2 separate regions of the Mus musculus genome follow, and region 2 is linked to region 1. The links are chromatin contacts, called in public promoter capture Hi-C maps. All regions are on one chromosome and are shown on one strand. The core of a region is the stretch at or near the end of the contact, and the rest is flanking DNA. Distances in the headings are between cores, read along the strand shown.

Region 1 (5,917 bases), core at 866-3,365:
TGAAGGTATCAAGAGGGTGGACCAGACTCTAGGTGTGCTCTGAAGATAGACCTGGCCTGCCCATTTGCTGACTAGTTGCGTGTGGGGTGTGAGAGAGAAGTCAACAATGGCTTTAATGGTATGCTGAGGTGCAGGGAGAACAAATTATAGACAACAAAGGTGGAGAAGATTAGGAGTTTAGTGGGGTGGGTTGAGCTCCCCAAGTGGCCCTGCTCTACCAGTAGGTCTGTATGAAATCTACAGGCAGTTAGGAGAGTTGCAATTGTCTTTGAACCCATGATTACTGAAGGCAGGTGAATTTGATCATGTGCTGAGACAGTGTAATGAGGACCAAGTGCTAAGCCCTACTGTCTTTCAACATCCCCAAGTCTGGAGATGAGGAGAATGCAGCAAAAGAGATAGGAGACAAGAGTCAGATGGGTTGGAGAAGAACAAAGCAAAGAAAGATTCTCGTTTCAGTAATTGTGTGGTGAAGGGCATTCTATTCTCTGATAACATCTGTCCTACTTCCCTGGCTCAAGGCTCACAGATTTTGCAACCCTGAACATTTCTTGTTTTCCTCTTAACTCCATGCCCAATCACCTCCAGTCTTCCCTATGATCACTAAAGAACAGGTTGAGCCTTGATACTGGGGAGACAGCTGAGATGGACAGATTTGGTATAACTCATGTCCAGAGGGGGAGCTGTATATAAAAATATAAACCACAGAGTGTACCCCCCCCCATGCAACACTATCAGAACACAGAATGACAGAATGCCCCTGTGACAAAATATCAGGATGTCACCAGTGTTGAGTTCAGCCATATGTCAAAGATGGGACACTGAACTCAATGAAGAAACCTCCAGATCACAGTTTAGAGTATCTACAAAACTGAGATGAGAGGCCTGTTGCCCCTAGACAGGTCCTGTCCAATATCCTTACAAGAGTTTCTCTAAGGAGGTAGAAATGTGTAGGAATCAGAAACACAGAAATAATCTTCAAAGTTTCAACTCTACAATTGGACTTGTAAACTGGAAGTTCAACATTCTCTAACTTTAATCTCTTAATTAAAAAAGTGGTTGGGGGCAGTTGGTTGGTTGGTTGGTTGGTTTGGTTGGTTGGTTGGTTGGTTGGTTGGTTGGTTGGTTGGTTGGTTGGTTGGTTGGGGGCGGTTGGTTAGTTGGTTGGGGGCAGTTGGTTGGTTGGTTTGGTTGGTTGGTTGGTTGGTTTGGTTGGTTGGTTGGTTGGGGGCAGTTGGTTGGTTGGTTTGGTTGGTTTGGTTGGTTGGTTGGTTGGTTGGGGGCAGTTGGTTGGTTGGTTTGGTTGGTTTGGTTAGTTGGTTGGTTGGTTGGTTTGGTTGGTTGGTTGGTTGGTTGGTTTGGTTGGTTGGTTGGGGGCAGTTGGTTGGTTGGTTTGGTTGGTTTGGTTGGTTTGGTTGGTTTGGTTGGTTTGGTTTTTCTAGACAGGCTTTCTCTATATATGTAGCTCTGGCTGTCTTGGAACTCCCTTCACAGTCCAGGCTGACCTCTAACTCAGAAATCTGTGTGTATCTGCCTCCTGAGTAGATTAAAGTTATACACCACCACCACCTCCTGCCTCCAAAGTATTTTCTGCCTATGCCTATAATCCTGGCTCTTGGGAGGCAAAGCAAGAGACTATGTGAAGGAACACTGGGCCACACAGGGTGGTGCAACCCAGTCTAGGTTACCTAGTAAGGCCCTGGGGTTTTGATTAAGTTGGGGACTCTTTTTTTTTTTTTTTACCTGCATGTATGTCTGTGTACTTCGTATGTTCCTGGTGCCTATGGAAGTCAGAAGAGAGCATAAGGTTGTCTAGAACTGGAGTTATAAACAGCTGCAAGCCACCATGTGGGTACTAGGGACTGAACTCAAGTCCCTTGGAGGAGCGGTCAGTACTCTTACTTTTAGAGTCATCTCCCCAGTCTAGAGACCCTGCATTTTTTTAAATGTTTGGAATAAGACCTGCTATCTTTCCATTTCAACTCCAAATAGAGCTTGTTGGAAAAGGGAAGAGGGGACAGGAAAGGATGATGAAGACAGAGAAAACCCACTTCTGCTACATCCCACTCACAGGAAGGAAAAAGGTCCGGAACCAGAAGGCGGGCAGCATTGACTCCACCCCGGGAGTTTCCTTCCTGAGAGCTAGCTGTGGGAGAGAGGCAAGAAGATGAGTCAGAAAGACTCCCCTTGAGGTTTTAAAGATGCCCACGCAAATTTTCTTAGACTGAGTTCTTGGCTGCCAGAGGAAACAGCCTAAACCAAAGACCTTGCTGATACACAGAAGCCAAAAGGAGGGCAAGTAAGTCTATGTTAGGGAGCAGAGAACAAGGTTGCTTGCTCAAAGCCTGAAGGTGCTTCAATTTCCCTTCCCACTTCTCCTTCCTCTGTGAACTTCTAACCTTTTTCTCCTACCCAAGGAAAGGGACTCTGGCCAGCCTGAGTGTGGCCTGCAGGCCTTGCCTCTTCTCCTTTGTTCCCTCTGCCTTGCTAAAAACCACTAGATTGCATTCTTAAAGCCATCCACCAAGGTCTATTCCTTTATTTGGCCACTTCCTCCTCCAGAGGCTGATTGCCAAGGTCCAGCCATTAAACTATTGAAGTCCAGCAATCAAAAGCCCCCTTTGGCTCACGTAATTAAAATTAAAAACTTCATCCTAACATGGGGTTTCCCATTTTACCTTTATAAAACCTCCATTTTTCTATGGGCCACATCTAAGGGCAGCGTCCATCTAAAGGTAGTCCTTTGTCCCACTCTGGAAAAAATCCTGCCCCTCTCCCTTGTTTCCTTCCCCTCTCCCTCTTCCTCTGACTCCTGCCTTTATCTCTTATTCCTGGCACTCTGTCCCTCTGGGAAAAAAATAAATTTCCTTTGAGTGGAGAACCTAGTCTTGGGGGTCCTGGGCCAATACCATTCCTTGCACCAAGTGTGTGTCTTATCCAGAAACATCTCCAGTGCTGAGCAGTACTCTGAACTCTGTTCTTCTTGACACTTTATCATTTGATTTTATTATTTTTTAAGACAGGGTCTTAAGTAGTCCAGGCTAGCCACAGACTCAGTATGTAGCTAAGTAGGACTCTGTTTTTTTGTTTGTTTTGTTTTGTTTTTCGAGACAAGGTTTCTCTGTATAGCCCTGGCTGTCCTGGAGCTCACTTTGTAGACCAGGCTGGTCTCGAACTCAGAAATCCGCCTGCTTCTGCCTCCCGAGTGCTGGGATTAAAAGCGTGTGCCACCACGCCTGGCTTAAGTAGGACTTTGAACTCCAGTTTTTCTCCTGACTCCACAGCCCAAGTTCCGGACTTACAAGTATGTGTTACCATGCCCAATTCCACATTATTTCACACAGATATCTTTTATCTTTCTTCTCTGGCATTTCCCTAACTGCCATCCTCCTGAAAGAGAGATATAAGTCAGGTAGTTTCTGCTACAGGATCCCAGATTCAGCTGGAAACTGAAGGCCAGATTAAAGCATTGAGCTTAGAGTAAGGAGGTCAGGCAAAGCCATCTGACAACCCAACACTCTCTGGTGTATACAAGCCTTGCTCTGTGGCTCCATCCCCTAGTACTTAGTTTCAACCATGTTGGTGGATTTGATCTCGGTAGTTATCAAACCCTTTTGTCTGGCTGGCTAGAAACCAAAATCTTGCTTCCTTTTTGTTTTGCTTCTTCTAATAACTTCGTTCTCTATAACCTTTGGGGCACTGATCTGAAGGCTCAAAGTCAGGCAAGTGATGCGAAATGGAGATGCATATACAACAAAAAGCACTGGACTGGATGAACCTCTCAAAGTCTGATGCAGGTCCCAAGTCGTTATAGGGCATAAATTTATTTGAGTTTTCATGGATCAATCAGGGCACAGGACAAGCCTCCATTGGGGACCAGGGCTATGATCACTGGAGCTTGGTCAGGTAGTTGCCCAAGGCAGCCAGTAGACCACAATAGCATAGAAAAAGACATTGTCTAACATAACAGTAAAGGCCCAGTCTAATGATAGTGACTTTTGCACCAAGAGTTCAAAACCAGGAAATAAATTACTCTATTTTCTATAAGGTGACTTCTGATAATGGGGTGGAGCATTTTAAAAAGCCATGAAGGCAACAAATTACATGTAGGGTGAATACCTAAACATTTTTTCCATCACCAAATATTTATTAAACATCTGCTCTGTACTAATATTTCTATAAGCTATTGGGAATAGAATAATGACTATAAGCATGACCTGCCATCCTTGCTCAAATAATATGATGGTCCTTGAGGAAGATTTCCCCAAAAGTGATAGCAACTTTTAATAAATGTAAGGAAAGAAACAAGCTGAATGTCAAGAGATGCATATATGTATATACATATATCATGTATATGATAAGGAGATAGGAAGGAAGTCTTCTGTGAAAAGACAAAGACACTTAGTTGGAAGTAATGGAGAATTGTGTATAGAGGAGAACACTGTCCAGAAACCCCTTTATATCAGGCAAGAGCAGAGCAAGTTCAAGAACAGCAAAGAAATTTGTGGAGCTGCCATACAGAGAGGAAGGGAGAAAGTGAGTTTTGAGTGAAACTATATTACAACATCCCTATTAACTCTTAGCTCAGTTTAATGGTACCAAGGGTGTCAGGCAATATAGTGCTGAGGTCCTATGTAGTACTCATGACTTTAAAAGATTTCTCTGATTATTACATGGAGTACAGATGAAAAAGGACAGAGTGTTCACAAATCCAACTGGGAGGATCTTCTTGCTGTAGGAGACAGATGAGAAAGAACAAAACTATTCTCAAGGGCAGATCAAAATCCAGGCAGGCCAAGATGATGGGCTCTAATGAGACCAAAGATTAGTTTGTATTGTTTATGTGACTTACAGGTGAACCATAGCATCTGGAGGTCTAGGATTAGGACAGACACGTTTTCCTCATGTGTAAAATCCATCCAACAAGTGTTTAATATGTATCTATTATGTGCCAAGTGCTAGACTGCTCACCAAAGCTTCAAAAGGCAATGAAACAAAACCCTGGCTCTTCTTGTGAGCTCACATCCTAGAGATACTAAATCAAAAGGCAAAGTAGTAACATCCATAAGTGTTATTTTAAAAAGAACAAGAAGGAACTGGCTTGACATGAGCAACCTCCATTTCAGTTGTTGCTTAGGGCTGTCCAAGTGACTCCCAAAACAATAAGTTATTGCTGTTACAATTAGTTGCCTCTCGGGGTTGAAGCTAAGCCCCTATTGTTGAAGACACAATGCACTTCAGACCTAGGACTCCGAAGACACACTCCTGATTCATCCTGAAAGCCTCTTTCCTGTGCTCTAACTTTTGTAGCACCAGAATGTACTGCATCTGCTGCCAAGGGAAGAAGGCAATACTTCTATCCAGCTATGAATCACAGCAATGACCAGCATGGAAAGTTATCCCTAAGGGTGCAATAGTGGCACCTGTAGATGGTGTAACCAACAGCTATCTAATTGGACTTAAGGCCCACTCAGTAGTAGGGAAATCCTTCCGGATATTACAAACTTTGCCAACTACGTGGGATTAGTGGGGTGATGAATCTTAAAAGAGAATCTACCGCTACCAATCTAGTCAACCAGAAAAATTCCTAACTGCATTCTACATTTTAGCCTTACACCCGCAGGCAAGAGTAATTCACTCCTCAAAAAAGAAGTTCCTCTTTACAGCAAGCAGACATCACCTCAGAAAACCACAACTGGTCAGAATTCAAAAATCAATGGTCTGTATGGTCATCTACGAAATAACTCCTGGACCTAAGGCTCAAGGAATATCACAGAATACGGGGGCAGGAGAGTGTAGCATGTAAGAGATAAAAGACCAGGAAGTCTGCTGTGAGCTTTTGTCTGCTAGAAATGACATGAAATATAAACCCATGATACCTCAGCAATATAACTGGTTAAATGAGACCTAAACAATG
Region 2 (6,154 bases), core at 3,007-5,506, 110 kb after region 1:
ACAAGCGGAGAAAGTGTATTTTAAAAAGAAAAAGACTTCTCTGGTTTATGTCAGACGTGTGGGGTTAAGTTGAGCACGTGAACTGGAGACCTGCGGAGACCTGCGGGGAAGAATCAGTTCAGGTCCCTGGTGAGTCCGTTCTCGCTGACTCGTCTAGACTAGTGACTTTGGCTTTAAATGAAAATTATCATTGGAATTCTTCCCTATGGTTGAGCGCTTTCCAGAATTGGTGCTAAATGAATGTTAGTCTTGTTTCTACAGAATAACCAACAGAATTTTTAATAAGTGCTAGTTAAATAACTAAGCTCTGGGTTCTCCGGGAGTCTGAGGAAACCTGGAAAGAGAACATCCTAGCATGTGTTTACTGTCATTCCGAATAAGTCTTAAAGATGTACTGTAAAGATGTACTTGGTCTCAAGTTTAAAAATCAATTTAGTATCCCATATATGCATTCGTGTGTCAGCCTCTAAAATTAGTATACTTCACTCACTTATATGAAAACAAAAATATATGTGTCCTAAAACTCCAAGGGTTTCTCATTTTTATACTACCTTTTAAAAATGCCTAATGATAGGTAAATAATTCACTCAGATAATATTGAATTCTGATGTTGTTTGTTAACATGCAAATGCTGTCTTGCCAAGTAAAATAAAAGTTTCGTAAGCTTCCTACCTTATCTGACATTCCACTGACAGAAGTTAGTTGGCATGAGATTTTTATGAGACAAGTTTCTCATAAAAACTTTTTGTTTCGCCACAGTTGGTCTAGAACTGGGAAAAGCCTTCATTTTGCACAAGGCAGGGGAGTTATTGACCGAAGAAAATAATAAAATAAAATAAATTGAGAAGCTACTGAAAGAGTGCTGTTAGGAACGGGCCAAATTAAAGACTTTTTTTTTTAATTGCTTTAAACCGTCGTTCCTTAGCTGTCCTTCATTTCCCCCTCTAATCAGGGCTGAGGCAGGGTAAGGAAGGAAACACAGGCTTTGCGGTTTTAGGAGGTTACTAGCTCCCGTCCACCTTCCCTGCACTCTAAACCCTTTCATCCTAGAGCAGCAGTGCTCTCCAGCCTGAGCTTTAACCAGCAACTGGGCAGATAGTTCCATGTTGGAGCTGACCTGTGCACTCTGCCACACCATGTGTACCTACTAAGTGTTCACAAACCCCAGTTCTGGAAACGAGAAATGCACAAAGACCCAGCTGGGAGCTCTGAGCTCACTGTAGCCTGGGCTTGTTACTGAGAGCTACTAACCATGTACCCGGATGCGACCCTGGGAGGCCTGAGCCTTGTCCCAAGAGCCCTTGCTCTCCTCCATGAGAATGGGGTGTTTAGAAGGTGTATAGGCCATTTCTTGGGGGCATCTTACGTCTTAAGGGTACATAGAAAGTAGCAATGGCGAGGCAGTTGTCCCTCTGCTGCCCTGTGAAGGAGAACAGCAGATTTGCAAATGGAAGCAAGAGTTTGTGTGCATTTATTTTTCCAGAATATATTTTCCTTTTAAAATTATACAACTGAGTGGAGAGTGGCCTTTTCCTTTATTCCTTATTCTGTTGTTAGAAAAACAAGCCATTATCTTTGAAATGCTTCCGCTTTCTGTGTATTTCACTGGCAGGTTATTTTTGATAGATTTTGAAATATAAAGTGCTTTTGTTTGTGGTTTTTAATGTTTGGTTCATGCCTTTTTTTTTTTTCCTCATGTGGTCCAGGCCAACCTCCAAATCCCTGTTTATCCAAGGGTGCCCTTGAGCTTTGAATCCTCTGCCCCCAGCATTAGAAGCTGGGATTACATGTGTGTACCTCTGCGCTTGGCTTGCCCATGACTTTGCCATAGCCCCTATGTACTGAGAATCATTCTGGAAGAGGCAAAAATAATTTTGAGGAATAGTTGAGTTTGGAGTTTTTGAGGATCAGTGAACTATTAAAAATAGGCAAAAATATAAATAATGAATTCTTATATCTTAAGCTTATGAAAGATGGTCAGCCTTGTGTAATGGACATATACAATTCAGGGCAAGGGAAATGACTCCATGGATAAAGCTTTCTTTTCCATTTTCATGTGTATTGTGTTCGTGTGTGTATTTGCATGACTTTTGCATGTGTGGGCCCAAGTGTGTGCAGATGTGGTACACATGTGTGCACATGCATGTAAAGACCTGGGGTTGATGTCCAAGCCATCCACAGTTAGTCTTGTGCTTTCCTTCGTCGAGGCAGAACCTCTCCTGTCAGACCTGAGCTCACTGATATGACTAGTCTTGTTAGTCAGCTTGCTCTGGGGACTTCCCATCTCACCTTCCAATTGTAGAAGACCGTCAGACACACCTTGCATTTACATGGGTTCTAGGATTTGATCTCTGGTCCTCTTCCAGCCTGTGGGTCCAGCACTGAACCCTCTCCCCCTCCCCACAAACTTAATATTTTGCATGTAGACATATAACCTGATATAGCCTTTGTGAAGACCAATTGGTCAGTATCTAAGAGTTTCATATATATGTATACTTTGACTTAGGTAATACTCTGAGAAATTATCTCCATGCATATCATCTAGAAGTAGTAAAAGTATAAATATGTGGTACTCACCGGCTGTTGTTGATAATAACGAAATATGGGGAGCAGTAGACAGACGCTAATGTTCATGGCACATCCAACTCATCAGAAACCCAAGTTCTTTATGTTACAGTAATTGGTTTAATTTTCATGGTTACTGCCAAGTATGCTCTATTTTACAAATAGAAAACCATAGTTAAGGTTTTACAGTTAATAAGATTTGAATTCGGGGCGTAGGGTGATGGCTTAGTAAACTACTTGCTATGTGAGTGTGAAGACCTAAGTTTCATCCCCAGACCATAAAAATCTGGGGACACTCATTCTTGACAGAGTATAGTAAGGATGTCACTTTACCTGTGTAGCCTACCTCCTCAAAACCCCAAGCCCAGCTTGAAATGAGATAAACATCAGAAAGTTCAACTAGTGAGGCATCCTATAAAACTCACAGCCAGTGAGCACGTCCTCCCAAAACTGCAAAGTGTGAGAAACTGTTGGATCTAAGAAAGGCAGCTCAAGGTCGTATAGATTCATGGTTGGTCCTGGAAAGGAGAAAGGACATTAGATGAAAACTAAGGAAATCTAAACAAAGTATGACATTTGCTATAAATGTATAATACTGCTATAAAGTGTTAATGATGGGGAGACTGGGTGAATGGGAACACTGTGTAATGTTGTCTGAATTTTTTGAACACCTAAGATTATTATTTTTAAAATAAACTAATAATCATAATGAATAACTTTAAATTTTTTATTTATTTAATGTATGAGTGCTCTGCTGCTAATACATCCACAGGCCAGAGTAAGCGCATCAGATTCCCTTACAGATGGTTGTGAGCCACCATGTGGTGTCTGGGAATCGAACTCAGGACCTATGGAAGAGCAGCCAGTGCTCTTAACCGCTGAGCCATCTCACCAGCCCGTGAATAACATTTTAAAGTAATTTTAATGCTCAGGCATCCATTTGAGAAGAACGCCTGAACATCATTTGTTTATAATACTTTTATCATACTGAGCTCCATTCCTCCCCCTCAGTCTTTCAGATCCATCCCCACCTCCCTACACTCCCAACGTTGGGTCCAGTTTTTCTTTTAATCACTTGAGTCCGTTTGTGCTACTCATACACTCCTGGACGTGGAACCTTGAGGCCTTAGGCATGAGCAACCGTACTAGGAGCCATGCCCTTAAACAGTAACTCTTTGGCTGAAGAGATGGCTCAGCGGCTAAAGAGCACTGACTGCTCTTCCTAAGGTCCTGGGTTCAAATCCCAGCAACCACTTGGTGACTCACAACCACCCGTAATGAGATCTGACACCCTCTTCTGGTGTGTCTGAAGTCAGCTACAGTGTATTTATATATAATAATAAATAAATCTTTGGGCTGGAGCAAGCAGGGACTGAGTGAGTGGGGGTTGACCAGAGCAAGCAGGGGCCCTAAAAATTCAATCCCCAACAACCACATGAAGGCTCAGAACCATCTGTACAGCTACAGTGTACTCACATATGTAAAATAAATAAATAAATCTTTTTTAAAAAAACAAAAGAAAACACTAACTCTCTGTCGCCTGTCCATAGCTTCTGGGTTAGGGATGCAGGTTCCATCTTCACTGCTCTGTGCTGGCTTGATTGTGTTGCCTGGCTTGATCTTGTGCGGGTTTTGTACGGGCTGCCATAGCGGCTGAGAGTTCATGGGTACAGAGGTCCTGTCATTCTAGAAGATTGTTTCCTTCCAGCCTACGTCAGCCTCTGCTCTTGCAGTCTCTCCTGTGACGTTCCCTGAGCCTGGCCTTACTGAGAGGAAGTGCGTTTCTTTAGAATTTTAATATGGCTGTCATGCGGGAGCAGAGCTGAGTCACATTCTTACTTTTGAAGACCTGACATCTGAATTTTAAAACTCATGAGCAGCAAATATGTGTGTGTTCATTTCCTTAGCAGGTTGTTTCTGCTTATTTTGTGTGTTGTTTAGATGTTTTAAAACTGTGCTTGTAGTTAATTTCCTGTTTCTTTGTAGATGGTTATCTTTAACATAATCAAGCCTCTGAACCTCGGTGTTTTTTTAAGGTTGACCCCAGTGAGTCCCTGAACTTCACTGACAATATTTAATCTTTCCTTACTTATCAGTCTGTTTCTGTTATTTTGGTTCTGACATTTGCCTTCAGATAATTTCTAACTATCTTAACAAACACACGTATATGATATTTTAATATGTATCAGGATTTTTTTCATAAGCCAGACATTACACCTTTTCCTCCAGTCCAGTGGTTCTCAACCTTCCTAATGCTGCGAACCTTTAATACGTTCCTTGTGTTGTGGTGACCTCAGCCATAAAATTATTTTCGTCACTACTTCATAACTGTAGTTTTGCTACTGTTATGAATCATAATGTAAATATCCATGTCATCAACTGTGATGTAAACTGTGTTTTCCGATGGTTTTAGATGACCCTTAGAGTTAAAACTCACAGGCTGGAAACCACTGCACCAGTCATCCAGTGATTGTCAGATTTATACATGAGTATTCTGTGAAGATATTTACTTATATCTTGAGGTGACTTTTGACTGTCATCACCAGCATCTTTCAGCCTCTTGACATACGAGTGTTTATTTTAAATAATTATTTGTAATATTTTCTGCACTCTTCCTTTTACGAGTGCTAGGGTATTTGTGTATTCATTTATCTGTGTGGTGCTGAGGCTTGGTGTGGGCAATGCAGGTGCTGGAAAAACACTGGGCCACACTGTACCCCAGCTCATGCTCCTGGTACCCATTAGATAGCATGTCTACTGCGCTGTTGTTTATGTCTTCTCTAGGCTATACATTTATTTAAATGTTGCTTTCCTTCTTTCACTGGTGGTTTTAGTTAATTTTTTTCAATTACTACAAGCTGAGACTTGTCTTGACTGATTATGTGAGGCTAGTGACCAGGTGGCTAACCAACTATTTTTTTCCAGTTCCTTTCTATGTAATTCAGATCTGGAAATGCTCTCCTGACCAAGGCTTCAGTCTCTCTCCAGGGATTTGCTCAGCTCTTGTCCTGCCCCAGTCCTGAGTGCTGTTTTTAGAAGACAGCTTGGGTCTTTACCATCTTGCCTTTGGCCATTGTCTCTTCCCTCTTAGAATATAAAATATTTTGAAGTGTTAGCATTCACCAATTACAGTGCTAGGAATTAGACACAGTCATCAGCAAATTCAGTTGTGACCCCCTCCCTGTAAAGCCAGCAGGACGGTGTCCCGTTTTCTAACCAGGACTGATAGAGTGTCTCGGGTATTATTTGCCCTTATTCTAGAATTTGTATTTCATTTGCCATTTACTGTCCTGCTTTTTAATATCTGTGCTTATTTCCATCTTTTTCCCTGTTAGATTGCAAACTTTTGGAACGCTTTTGGAAAATACAGATTGTTTTCTCATTACAACTGCTAAATAGCCTTGTATTTAGCAAATATGCCAGAAATGCTATTTTAAAAATCAGTTTTATTCTTTCAAATATTGGTTAGAGATTTTATTTTCTTACGAAGGTGAAATATGACATTTTTTTAATATTAAGGGATTGTGCAACTAAGTTTTAAAGCTGTTTTAATCTCCTATTTAATCATTTAACTTAGTAAATTTTTAAT

The links. Capture Hi-C pulls out chosen DNA fragments and counts their contacts.
Region 2: a contact with region 1 is called in a promoter capture Hi-C map of adipose tissue. The contact joins two enhancer-like sites. A contact is called at or near these places in 24 of 484 Hi-C or Micro-C datasets (3T3-L1-derived adipocytes, B cells, the C2C12 cell line and 15 more) and 1 of 9 other capture datasets (adipose tissue).

The regions. Positions count from the first base shown.
Region 1 is chr17:79,096,324-79,102,240 of GRCm38.p6, reverse strand. No RefSeq gene overlaps it. Among named protein-coding and RNA genes, the nearest start is that of Qpct, 47 kb to the right of the region's middle. Within about 2 kb of position 2,115, at least 55 of the 459 cell types and tissues checked have an H3K27ac peak or open chromatin away from gene starts, as enhancers often do. A contact at or near this core is called in adipose tissue and group 2 innate lymphoid cells, where this site is marked.
Region 2 is chr17:78,987,348-78,993,501 of GRCm38.p6, reverse strand. All of the region lies in intron 2 of Prkd3 (protein kinase D3), which reads left to right. It overlaps Gm41622 (a long non-coding RNA gene), which reads right to left. Exons shown (of 6, transcript XR_003952325.1): 4 at 2,991-3,083; 5 at 2,578-2,715. Among named protein-coding and RNA genes, the nearest start is that of Gm41622, 6.5 kb to the right of the region's middle. Within about 2 kb of position 4,256, at least 17 of the 459 cell types and tissues checked have an H3K27ac peak or open chromatin away from gene starts, as enhancers often do. A contact at or near this core is called in adipose tissue and group 2 innate lymphoid cells, where this site is marked.